Linked DNA regions of Pan troglodytes: region 2 is linked to region 1. A link is a contact called in public HiChIP or PLAC-seq data. All regions are on one chromosome and are shown on one strand. Each heading gives the region's core, a stretch centred on a gene start, on an enhancer-like site or on the middle of the called end of the contact. The rest is flanking DNA. Distances are from core to core; before and after follow the strand shown. Region 1 holds the start of CD24 (CD24 molecule). Region 2 holds the start of BEND3 (BEN domain containing 3).

Region 1 (6,175 bases), core at 2,431-4,930:
TGGGAGGAGTTACTTGAAGTTCCAGTTGTTGTTTCACTGGAATAAATCTAAAATACATAAAAAGTTACATGGATACATTTCCACATCACAGCTACCTCCACGTACTCTCATATAAAATTAAAGTAGGTGATATATTCTTAGATTGCTCTTTTACCATTGTTCTCTTACCCAACATCATTAACTTCTGAATTCTTGCTCAACCCACCAAGGTCATTCTCTTTAGTTTCAAAACAAACTACCTAGAGATGCCTCAAAAATGCCAAGTGGCAACAAGAACAAAAAAGTTATTCAATAACTATAACTCCTGTTTTTATTTCTTTGCAAAGGAAAAAAGGACCAGGTTAACTAATTCAGTTTCCAAGATTATATTGACTTAATGGCATTGCAATAAGGTCTATTTTCCCAGAAAGGGGGAGATTTTAAAGTTGCACAAAAAAATGGGGATTTTTAAATATTGTAACTGAGACTTATGGAACTAGAATTCATTGGGTCACTGTCTATCCTGGATTTGCTAGGTAACTTTCACATACTCAATTTAATACAGCCTTGGTAACTTAGCCTTTTCCTTAAGGGGGAAATGCAGTCTTATCTTCTCCCTTGAAATCTGAAATAATAACTCTTCTAAAAAATGGCCACAATATTTGGGTTAAATTGAAAAAGAAAATGAGTTTTTCCTTTAAGGCAGAATGACTTCAAGAAAACACCATGAAGTCGGAACGATTTCACAAAAGACAACGAGAGGTTATGGTGTTAAGTTTCACCAGCAGCAGCCTCACTGGTCACCAAGCTCAGTGCTGTGGCCAAGAACCAAGGTTCTCCCAGTGTCCCAGCGTCTGAGTGGCATCATTCACCACTGATTTTTCAAGCCACGAAATGCACAGTCCAGTAGGGCACGTGATAATCTCTCCTTTGTCATGGAACAAAGGCAGATCGGAGTTTTCAGCCCTCACTGCAAGGGAGGGTTTACAAGGGCTTCTGATTACAGGCTGGAGGGAGGACGTGGCACCAGGCAAGAGTCTGGGCCCCGTGTACATTTGGCTGCCTATTAATCCAAAGATAAAGCCCTCCTACATCAGCACCAGCTCCTTTTGTTGTAAAATCCATAAGGTCATTAAACAAATATTGACTACAGAAATGTACAAATCCTATCCAAAATAGATTAGTGACAACAACAAAAAAATCTTGATCAAGTCAAATTTATTTATCGGGCACCTACTGTGTGCAAGATTTAGTGTGTCCCATCAGGAAACGGCACTCCCAATAAAGAAAAGCATTAATATGGTAATTTACTTAAAACAGGGTGCCTGTTTTGGACACCTTGTTTGGGATCCCGCAAAGTAACCTGTTCTTTATTCATACAATGAGTTTTACTGCAGCAGGTGATGTTTTCTTTTTAAAACCTGGTGTATCAATCTGAGGATCTAAAGATCCTCTACACCAACAAAAAAATTATGTTTATTAAACTGACACTAAACAAAATTTTCTCTCCCAAGCTACATTTATTCGCATTATTAAAACTTCTCACTTACAATGTTGGAGGAAAAAAATCTGGTCGGAGAGAAGATGGGGCGGGGAGTGGAGGGGGCCGGTTTCTCGCAGCCGCGCCCCTCCCCCATCAAAGAATTGAGGAAGGCTCGGGAGCGCAGCGGACTGGGAGGAAGACAATAGGGTACGGTTACCCCGCCAGCGGTGGGGAAGCGCGTTCCACACTCAGGCTGCACTCCCAGGTGAGCCCGGACTTTCGATGTCTGGGGACGGAGGACGCAGCGCGCCCAACTTTGGGGGAGAAGCCCCAGAGACAGTCCTCGATTAACCCCAATCGAAGGCGCTGGAGAGCCGTCACTCCCATCCTCCAAACCCGAACTGACCCAAACAAACGTACCTTCTTCGCCCCCACCCCCGCTAGGGTCTCCCAGGCCCAGCCCCCGGTCTCTCTCGCCGGCGCGGTGCATCCATACACCCTCGAGGCAGCGCTGCGCGGCCCCAGGTACCCACACCCGGGGCGAGGTTCCCCGGATGGAGGATCTAGGGAGACCGCGCTGGTAGCGGCGACCTGGACAAAGCCTGGCGGGGACTCGGGACAGAATCGTCCCACCATGCTGCCTCCCCAGAACTAGCCAATCTGGGCTAAAATAACATGGGGATCCTAAGATGACAAGCGATGGACGTGAAAGGTTGCATCGCAGAGAGCGCAGCGTCAGGAGAGGGTCCCCGCCTCGGCTTCAGCCCGGAACCGGGGTTTGTTTAAAAAGGGCCAGATAGCCGTAGCTTCTCCGGGATACCCAATCCAACTCCGAGGGTGGAGGATGGGCGTGAGCCGCCCTCCCCGAAAGGGACCGTCGCATCTCTTTGTGTAGAGCGCGGGGAGCGCGAAGACCCTCCTAGGGGGAAGCGGGTCCTCAGGGACCCAGGGACAACGTCCCCAGGGAGCCCGAGCTCTCCAGGCGCTAATCCCTGCAGGCACCTCGGGCCTCTGGGTGAAAGTGGGAAGTAGGCACCTGGCTGCCTGGGAAGGGACAGCGTGGAACCTGGGGTGGGGCAGGGTCCTCTCAGCCCGCACGCGGAGCTGCATTGTTCCCAGGGCCGTGGGAGGGGAGGGGGAAGCACGCAAGGGAATGGAAAAATGGGGTCCACATGGCCCTCTCCCCTGGTCAGCTAAGCAAGATTCTCTCCCGGTCCCTGTCCGTGGCCCGAGGTAGAAGCGCAGGACGGTCCCCCGGGACCGGGTCCATCTCCCCTGCCCCCACCCCGGGAACGGCCCTCGAGCCCCGCCGGGCGCCAGGGCCTCACCTGCGTGGGTAGGAGCAGTGCCAGCAGCAGCAGCCCCAGCCCGAGCCTGGCCACCATTGCTCTGCCCATGTCCCCTCCGTCGGTGCGCGGCGCGTCTAGCAGGATGCTGGGTGCTTGGAGAACCGCTGGCTCCGGGCGGGCGCAGGCAAGGTGGGGAGCGCGGCGAGCCGGCGAGACCTTATATACCAGGAAAGCCACAATAGCCGTGACGTGGCGCCGCCCGCCCACCCCGGCTCCCCTCCGCCGCCGCCCGCCGCCTCCCCGCCTTCCCCGCCCCGCTCCGGGTTCCCCAGCGCCCCCGCCGCCGCCGCCGCCACCGCCACCGCCGCTCCGGCCCTCGCGGGCCGGGAGCCCCCCGGGCGGGCGCCGCTGCAGGTGGGCGGGCGCCGCCGGCTGCTGGTACCCGGCTGGTATCCCCGCGCCGGCTGCGGGCTGCGGGCAGGCTGGCACAGGCGCCCAGCGACTCCTACACAGGACCCGGGGCACACACGCGAGCCACACACGCCGCGCTGGGGGCCGGGCCCAAGTTTCCTTTGTTTCCCGGGACCTGCCATCTTACCCCCCAAAAGAAAAGTCCGCGCCTCCGCTGCGGCGGGGTAGCCGCCGGTCCTGGAGCAAGTGCGTTGCCACCCAGACTGCAAAATGCGCCCCGGGGACCCGAGAGGGGCCGCGAATTCCAGTGCGACCGCGTGGGGGGCGGGCGCCGGGACCCCTCGGGCAGGGTTATCTCTCGGCCCGCCGCAGAGGAAAGGCGAACGCGGCGGGCGTGGCGCGGACGCGGGCCGGACGCTCACTCTGGCCGACGGGACCCGGGCGCCGCCTAGCGCGAACCCTTCCCGCCTGGTCGGCGCTCCTCGCAGGCGGTGTCCGGGTCCGGAGCGATCTGCGCGCTCGGCCCCGCGGCCGCGCCCTCCCCGAAGCCCTTGCTTTGTTCTGTGAGCGCCTCGTGTCAGCCAGGCGCCGTGAGCTCACGGGGGCGTCCCGGGTCCGCATCCTCCCAGGAGCTGGGGAGCCGCTCGCTGGGCGCGGACCCGCTGCCTGACGCTGCAAACTACAGGGTTTCGGTCCCCCGCGCTCCTGCCTGCGGCGGGCGAGGAGGAGACGGCCCACCCTGAGGGGACCCCCTCCGCGGCCCTGAAGCCCCCACCGCCCTCCCCGAGCGGCTCTGCTCCCAGGTTCTACTCGGGGGCAGGAACCTCCCCTCCTGGCGGTCCCACTACAATTCACCGTCCCTCTCGAATTCCTGGGGATACACTTTTTCGGTCTCTGTTGCCCGTCATTCGTTTAAAGAGCAGAACCGTTCGAGATAAAGGCATTTACTTATCCGTAGTTGCCATTAGGCAATTTAATGAACCGGCACAAAGAGGAGATTCGTCATCACTCTTTAGATTTTGGTGGAATACTTCTTTCCTATCCATCTTATTGTGAAAACTTTCAAGCATACAACAAAAGTTGAAGTAATTTTACTGGTGGAGTATTTTGAGTTTAAATTTTAATTGCAAGACTTAATCTTTTTATTGAAGGTTTAGCCCAAGTGTTTTTCAGTCTTTAAAGCAAACAGCAGAGACCAAACCTAGTATGGTTGTAAATTTGTTTAAATTTCAGTTTTGCAGAACACTCTCGTTAGTACTTTTGGTTCAATTTTTAATTGCAAGACTTAATACTTTTATTTAAGGTTTAGCCCAAGCATTTTTCGGTCTTTAAAGTAAACCACAGAGTAGTAAGATTCTAAATTTGTTTAAATTTCACTTTTGCGTGGCAGTCTCATTAAAACAAAGTAAGTTTCAGGGAAGCAAAGTGACAATGAAATCTGCAGTAGGTCTGTTGACTGAATAGTGACTGAATCGGTTTGTGCCTTCAAGGTCAGTCACTTTAGCTCAGTAATTTTCCAAGCACGTTTAAGATGTGCTTGGGAACACAAGAATTTCTGTCGAGCACCAGTGGACTTTCCTGTTTAACAGTGTACCGTACCACATTATATAGAAATACTTTGGCCGGGCGTGGTGGCTCACACCTGTAATCCCAGCACTTTAGGAGGCTGAGGAGGGCTGATCACCTGAGGTCAGGAGTTCCAGACCAACCTGACCAACATGGTGAAACCTAAAATCTAGTCTCTACTAAAAATCCAAAATTAGCCATGCATGGTTGCTCATACCTGTAATCCCAGCTACTTGGGAGGCTGAGGCAGGAGAATAGCTTGAACCTGAGAGGTGGAGGTTGCAGTGAGCAGAGATCAGGCCATTGCATTCCAGCCTGGGCAACAAGAGCAAAACTCTGTCTCAAAAAAAAAGAAAAAAGAAATAGTCTGGCCCAGCTTCTCCATTCCTTTTCCGGGTGAAAAAAATGGACTGTTTGTGACTCAGGAGTGCCGGGTTCCAAGGCAAGGAACATACTATGTCCTCCACAAGCTGCTTGTTGAACTAACTGGTGGTATTCCTAGGATAAGACAGCCTCTAAAGACAGACTGCCAGAGTTCAAACCGTGGCTCTGCTAATTTTGCTGGAGACAAAAAGCCTCAGTTCCTTCATCTATAAAATGGAGATAATAACATCATTACTAATTAGTTATTAAAGAGTTATTGTATATATAAGTGTTAGAATACTGCCTGCCTCAGAGTAGCAGCTCTCACTTATTTGCTCTTCCACTGAAGGTGCCAGCAACCAGAAGGTAATTACCTTCTCTGCCACTGTGTGATACGTGAAAGAATATCAGTCTCCAAATAATTCCCAAAACTGGCAAGGCACTCAGAATCTGTGCTTTGTGAACCATTTCATCACCAGCTAATGAGACTGGATAATTCACATAGCAAAGCCCTTCACCTCTGCCCAGGAGTTCCCCCTGGGCATCCTACCGGGGGTGTTGCCCAGGACTTTGACAACTGGAGGCCCAACACAGGTAAGATACTTCTCTTTACAGGTCTCCACCCTACCCTTTTCCTGTACAGCTAGAAACTCAAGAAAACTGCCTGATTTTTCCTTTGCAGTTCTTTTGGTTTGTGATTCTTTCTTCCTATTCTTTATCCACTTCTCCTGGTTTTTCATAGTTTGTTTGCTAATAAAACCTGAGCCACGGCTGGGTGCAGTGGCTCATGCCTATAATCCCAGCACTTTGGGAGGCCGAGGCAGGCAGATCACATGATCAGGAGATCGAGACCATCCTGGCTAACATGATGAAACCCCATCTCTACTAAAAATACAAAAAATTACCTGGGCATGGTGGCACACGCCTGTAGTCCCAGCTACTCGGGAGGCTGAGGCAGGAGAATCGCTTGAACCCAGGAGGCGGAGGTTGCAGTGACCCAAGATCATGCCACTGCACTCCAGCCTGGATGACAGAGCAAGACTCTGTCTCAAAAAAAAAAAAAAAAAACCTTAGCCAATAATAA
Region 2 (6,175 bases), core at 1,650-4,149, 150 kb after region 1:
TCTTCAGCAAGAAGATGGCATCTCTGGTAACAACAACAACAAAAAACGCTGGGCGTAGTGGTACACGTCTGTAATCCCAGCACTTTGGGAGGCCGAGGCTGGCGAATGACCTGAGGTCGGGAGTTCGAGACCAGCCTGACCAACATGCAGAAATCCCCTCTACTAAAAATACAAAACTAGCCGGGCATGGTGGCGCGCCCCTATAATCCCAGTTACTTGGGAGGCTGAGGCAGGAGAATCACTTGAACCCAGGAGGCAGAGGTTGCGGTGAGCCGAGATCGCGCCATTGCAATCCAGCCTGGGCAACAAGAGCAAAACTCTGTCTCAAGAAAAAAAAAAAAAAAAGGCTGGGCGCGGTGGCTCACGCCTGTAATCCCAACATTTTGGGAGGCCAAGGTGAGCGGATCATGAGGTCAGGAGATTGAGACCATCCTGGCTAACACGGTGAAAGCCCGTCTCTACTAAAAATACAAAAAATTAGCTGGGAGTGGTGGCACGCGCCTGTAGTCCCAGCTACTCGGGAGGCTGTGGCAGGAAAACCCCTTGAACCTGGGAGGCGGAAGTTGCAGCGAGAAGAGATCACGCCACTGCACTACAGCCTGGTGATAGAGCGAGACTCTGTCTTAAAAAAAAAAAAAAAAAAAAAAAAAAAAGCACGGTGGCTCATGCCTGTGATCCCAACACTTTGGGAGGCCAGGCAGGCAGATCACCTGAGGTCCGGAAACCAGCCTGGGCAACATGGTGAAACTCCGTCTCTACTACAAATACAAACATTAGCAAGGCATGGTGGCACATGGACTGTAATCCCAGCTACTCCGTGAGGCTGAGGCAGGAAAATCGCTTGAACCCGGGAGGCAGACGTTGCAGTGAGCAGAGATCAAGCCACTGCACTCCAGCCCGGGTGACAGAGCGAGACTCCGTCTCAAAAAAAAAAAGAAACAAAACAAAAAAACTCATGTTCCATGACAGGAGGTTCATGTGACAGATTTCAAGGGCCACACAGACACCAGCTAACCCAGCAGCAGCAACTGGCGCTCTGGCTCCATCTTTCCTCTAGAATCCAAGAGGCTCTCTCCATTCATTAAGGAAATACGCACTGAACGCCTACTAAGTTATGAGACACCGGGTTAGAGGCTGGGGATGTGAAACTGTGAGGGAGATAAAAAATCTTGCCCAAGTCCCAGTACCGAGGAAAGCTTGACAGGCTCTTGTATGGTAGTATAAAGTCAATATCTAGGGATGAATGGTTTAAAAAAAAAAAAGAGAAAAACGGACTGCAAGGGTGGAAGTGGGGAGCGGGTAACAAGAGAAAGTCCTCCATCCCAGCCGTTTATATACCTGGCTACCTGAAGGACTCACTTCCGTAATTACCTCAGTTTCCTGCAACCTTAGCTTTCTGGCACTATGCCACGCTGCCCTGTGGCATGTTTACTATTTGTATTCAACCATTCAAAAGTTACTTTAAGGAGATGAACTGCACATTTCCAACTCTAGTGAGTAACATTGTTCCTCCCGGCACTCTTGTCGAGTTAGCGTTTACGTGCAGAATTCTTCCAGAAAGACCACCTGAGCAATCAATAGAACTTTTATCTCTGTAAAAACACCTTGTTTAAAATAGCTACATAGGGAGACGTAGGTAAACAAGCACACAAGGGCCTCCAAATCGGTGGTGCACAGCTCACGGATGAGGCAAGGGCAAAGCATGCGTGGGAAATCACGTTTATCATAGAGAAGGAAAGGAGCGGTCACGAGGAGCGGCGAGCGCCCCAGGCTTCAGCTTTGCGGCTGGCCGGCCAGGCCTCGCGCCAGCCCGGGTGCACACCCAAGGCGCCGGGCCCGCCTCCAGCTCCTGGGCAGCGGGAACCGCGAACCGCCGTGGAACGGCCGGGAAGGGAGCGCTGCGCCCCCTGGCGGCGGGGCCCATCCCTCTCCGCTCCCGGCCGCCGCCGCCGCGGGCCGGCCTCGCTCCATTTGCAGCCTCCGGAGGCTTCGTTCCTCCGAGCGGCGGCTCCCCCGGCCTCCCGCTCGCCGCCCGGCATCTCCCTCCAGTCCCCGCCCCCTGCTCCCGCTCCGACACCCCCTTCCACACGCGGAGCAGTGCCCCGCCAAAGCCCCGCCGAGCGCGAGCGCCAAGCCGCCGCGAGTACGGCAGAGCCTTCCGGCCGCCCCGGCCGCTCCATCGCGGCGCCCGGCGGGGGTGCGGGGCCAGCGCGCGGCGCGAGTGGGGCGGGCGGCGGCGGCGGCGGCGCGGACGGTTCCACCGCGCGAACCCCCCGCCCCCGCGCGGCGCGCGTGCTCCCCAGAACGCCATGGAGCCGCCGCGTTCCGAGCGGGCACAAAGGGGCGCGCAGCACAATGGGCGCGGCGAGCCCGTGGGCGCCCGGCGCCCGCTCCGGTCGCTCGGCCCGCGCGGGGGTGGGCGCTACTACCGGCGGGCGCGCTCGGAGCAGCCCCCCTCCGCGTCCCCTCCCCTGCTCCCGCCCCCACCCCGGCATGGATGTTGCAGCCACTCTACCGGCCGCTCGCCCCGGAGCCGCCAACGCTGCCGCCGCCGCGCGGCCGGCTTGATCCGCCCCGCACTTACCTGGGACGCGAGTTCTGTACTTTGCCGGGCGGGCCCGCGCCGAGTTTGGGCGCCACGTGGGGGGGAGGGCGCGGGGCCGGGGAGTGGGGGCCGCGCGCGGAGGGCCTGGCCAGGGCGGCCCGGGGAGGCGCTGGGGGCGGCGGGCGGGCGAGCGCCGTGTATTTTCCCCTCTCTTTGTGTGTGTCCGTGCGCTGCGCTCTCGCGTGACGTGACGGGACTCCGTGTGTCATTTCCGCACAAGGACACAGGAGCCCCCGCTGCAGTGGAACCACAACCCCTCCGCCCCCACCCCCGGCCCGCCCCTCCCCCTCAGCGGGGCACACGCGGGACCGGCGGCGGCGGCGCTCGGGCGTGAACGGCCGCGGCGGGGAGCTCGGGCGCGCACTCCCGGGACCCAGGCGGCCCGGCGCGCTCGGCCGGCGCAGTGGCTCCACGTGGGCCCGCGCTGGCTGCCCGGGGCGGGGGCGGCGGCCGCGCACCCACGGCGCGCCGGGCAGGCGCCGCGAACAATGTCCCCTGTACCCCATGTGTCCTCCCACCGCGAGTTCGTCCTCGGAAACGTGGTTTCTCAGACCCGAGAGTTTGGCCCCAAACGGCTTTTTCTACTTTTTTGCCCCTTGCGGGACGGCGACTGTGCGGAGCTTGTCCCGCCTCGCGCCCACGCCTCTCTCGCATTTTTGGCCTTTGGGCCGCAGCCCAGGCCCCCGGGGCCGGTCTTCCCGCGCCGCCACCGGCACAAAGACCTTGGGACGCGAGGGCCCGGGTGGCTCCTGCGGCCCCGCGGGGCGGCATGGAGTCCGGCGGGACCCGGGAGAGCGACCCTGGCGCTGGGAAAAGCTGGCTCTGGCCACTCCCCCTGCACGGTGGCCGCCCTCTGTTGTGAGCCTCAGAGCTAAAATCTTGCCTGCTACTTGCAACCCGAAGTTCTGGGGTGTGAGGCTGCGGAGCGAGAGCTTCGGAAGCGCCCGCGCTCACAGACACACACCCCACAAACACAAACCCACGGGCTGTCTGCGCCGAGCGCCTAAAATAGAAAAACACGAGTCACCAACTCAATAAAGGCTGATTCTGTCTACTCCTAACTCTTGGACTGTAGATTCCCAGTTGATAAATACGAAATCTACCCCTCGGGTATTTTCTCAAGTCTCAGTGGCTGGGTAGGGGGAGGGGGAGGTGCTGGGTGAGAGTCAGGGAAGCCCAATTCAACAGTTTAGCCACGTTTGTATTTTAGGCAAACAATGAGAATGTAAATTTAAGAAAAATCCTTTAATTTGCCGATCAAAGAAAGTATAAAAAGAAAAATGCAAATGATCCCATCTGCTGCTCACAGCTGACTGGCTGCAAGGGAGGACCATGTGGCACGGCCCTGCGCGGTCAGTGAATAGGTAGAATAGATTTTTAAAAGAAGGCATATGTTGGCTCCTTGCTGCCCAGTCGCGGCGAGGGTTTGAATTAACGTATAGTTTGGGTTTACCGTACCCTCCTTCAGACCACTCCAATTGGGAATTTAGTAATTATGCAAGTTCCTCCCCTTCGGGCTTGAAATCAAAAGGCACAGGGTTAAGTTTGAGGAACTACGTGGAACATTCTCGAGCTGTATTTGGATTACTGGTTTAGTGAAGTCAGTACTAATTGCTATGCAAAATTAAGCAAGCAGCCTGAAGAACCAAGCCCTGCATCCAGGGGGTGCTTTTATAGAAGAATCTATACGTGCTCAGTGTCATTGAAAACAGGATGATGAAAAGAATGGGGCCGAGATAGCAGCCCTTCAAATTCAAAAGACTTAGGTCGCCCTATCTACATTTAAAATAGGGCGGAGGGAGGAAGGGAGGAGGACTGCTTGGGGGAGAATGGTTAATTTATACATTCGCAGAAGACTGAGGGGAGGCACTTCGATTTCTGCAGAGAACTTGACTTTTACACTTGCACATTAAATAACACGTACGACACAGTACATCGCTTGACTTAGTTAACAGATACACCAGTTTTATTCTCACCTTCAATTTAATGTGACAGTTATAATTAGAATTTTTAAAGTAGAAGTTGCATTTCATTAGTTCAGTTTTCTAGGATTTCCCAGTAGAAGAGTTAGGAATAGTTAAGTAGCACTTAAGCACATTTTGCATTTAAATCACTTTGCTGTGGTGCTTTAAGAATGTAAAACGACCTTGTTAAATTTTTGGAAAGAGGACTAGATGAAACGTGTGTAGTGAGGGGATATATATTTAACCAATCTTTCACAGTGACAACTCAGGTTTTTAAGGATAAATTAAATAATAAAACAATAGAGATAGAAATTAACATTTCTCTGTTCATATTGCTTGAAACAAAAGATTTCTGTCAAATACAATAATTGAACTGATATAGCTGACTTTTCAAAACAACTTTCAGGAAACTCAAACTGACCTTGAATATTATTGTAAAAGTATGTATCTTATATTTGCATAAATGGATCTATCTACTTAACAAAGTAAGTGGCTTGTTTCAAATAAGTTATTAATAGAAATAGAAGTCATTGCTATCCAAGAAAGGAAATCACCTTCCTTCAAATGGTTTTCTATGTGGTTTTCTTTTTTATATGGAGAAGGAAAATAACGCATAAAGGTGAAAAATGTGTTGGAATAGTTGTATATAATTTTGGAAACTTCAAGACATAATAGTTTTGAAAGTGCAGTAACAGTTCATGGTTCATACGGATGTGTGTGTAAAGACCCGGAAAAATAACAACCTGGTTTTTAGAGGTCTGCTCAATTTGAAATTGCTTAATAAAAAATGCATTTTTCAAGATTTCAAATTAGAGCTGCTGCCATCGATCTAGTCAACTCATTTTCATTTGTACCTGAGTAAAATGTAGCAGGGGGAAAACTGGCTACTTGACCATATAAAACACTGAGACACTAAATGTAAAAACTCAAATGGAGAATTGCGTTATATAAAATGGGATATAAAAGAAGATTGGGATATAAAATGTAAATATATATAATTAAGAGTGGCAGACAGACAGACATTAGGTTTCAGATAACTGTTACTCTAAAGGCTTTTATCATTGCTAAAATATATTTATAGTTGGCAAGACAATATTTAGTAGGACTTTTTTTCAGTAAAGACTTAAAACAACGCAACAGATTTCACTGTTACTTGTGAGACATTTCCACTTTATTTCTTGCCTGCTGGATGTATAATTTTGCCAAGTCTTCAACTTCAAACAGAAGTAGCTGGCAGATCCAGATTCTGTGAATACTCACAACAGAAAAGTAAGAGGGTGAAAAACAGGGGCGTGAGAGGTAGTACTATATTAAATAGGACCTACAGAAAGACATGCCTCAATGGTTAACCCCTGTGTGCTGAAAAAATAAACAACTATCTTTTTTTTTTTTTTTTGAGACGGAGTCTCGCTCTGTCGCCCAGGCTGGAGTGCAGTGGCGCGATCTCAGCTCACTGCAACCTCCGACTCCCTGGTTCAAGGGATTCTCCTGCCTCAGCCTCCTGAGTAGCTGGAATTACAGGCATGCGCCACCACGCCCAGCTAATTTTTGTATTTTTAGTACAGACCGGGTTTCACCATCTTGGCCAGGATGGTCTCGATCTCCT

Evidence for each region. HiChIP or PLAC-seq counts read pairs in DNA pulled down with a chosen protein or histone mark.
Region 2: a contact with region 1 is called in an H3K4me3 HiChIP or PLAC-seq map of stem cell-derived excitatory neurons, with 4 times the contacts expected there. The contact joins the promoter of BEND3 here to the promoter of CD24 in region 1. A contact is called at or near these places in 1 of 7 Hi-C or Micro-C datasets (induced pluripotent stem cells) and 1 of 1 datasets of contacts at active chromatin or transcription factors (stem cell-derived excitatory neurons).

The regions. Positions count from the first base shown.
Region 1 is chr5:118,883,989-118,890,163 of NHGRI_mPanTro3-v2.0_pri, forward strand. It overlaps CD24 (CD24 molecule), which reads right to left and starts at 3,681. Exons shown (of 3, transcript XM_024357344.2): 1 at 3,350-3,681; 2 at 2,791-2,967; 3 at 1-47. The coding sequence starts at 2,859.
Region 2 is chr5:119,030,624-119,036,798 of NHGRI_mPanTro3-v2.0_pri, forward strand. BEND3 (BEN domain containing 3) reads right to left here and starts at 2,900. Exons shown (of 4, transcript XM_009451772.5): 1 at 2,585-2,900.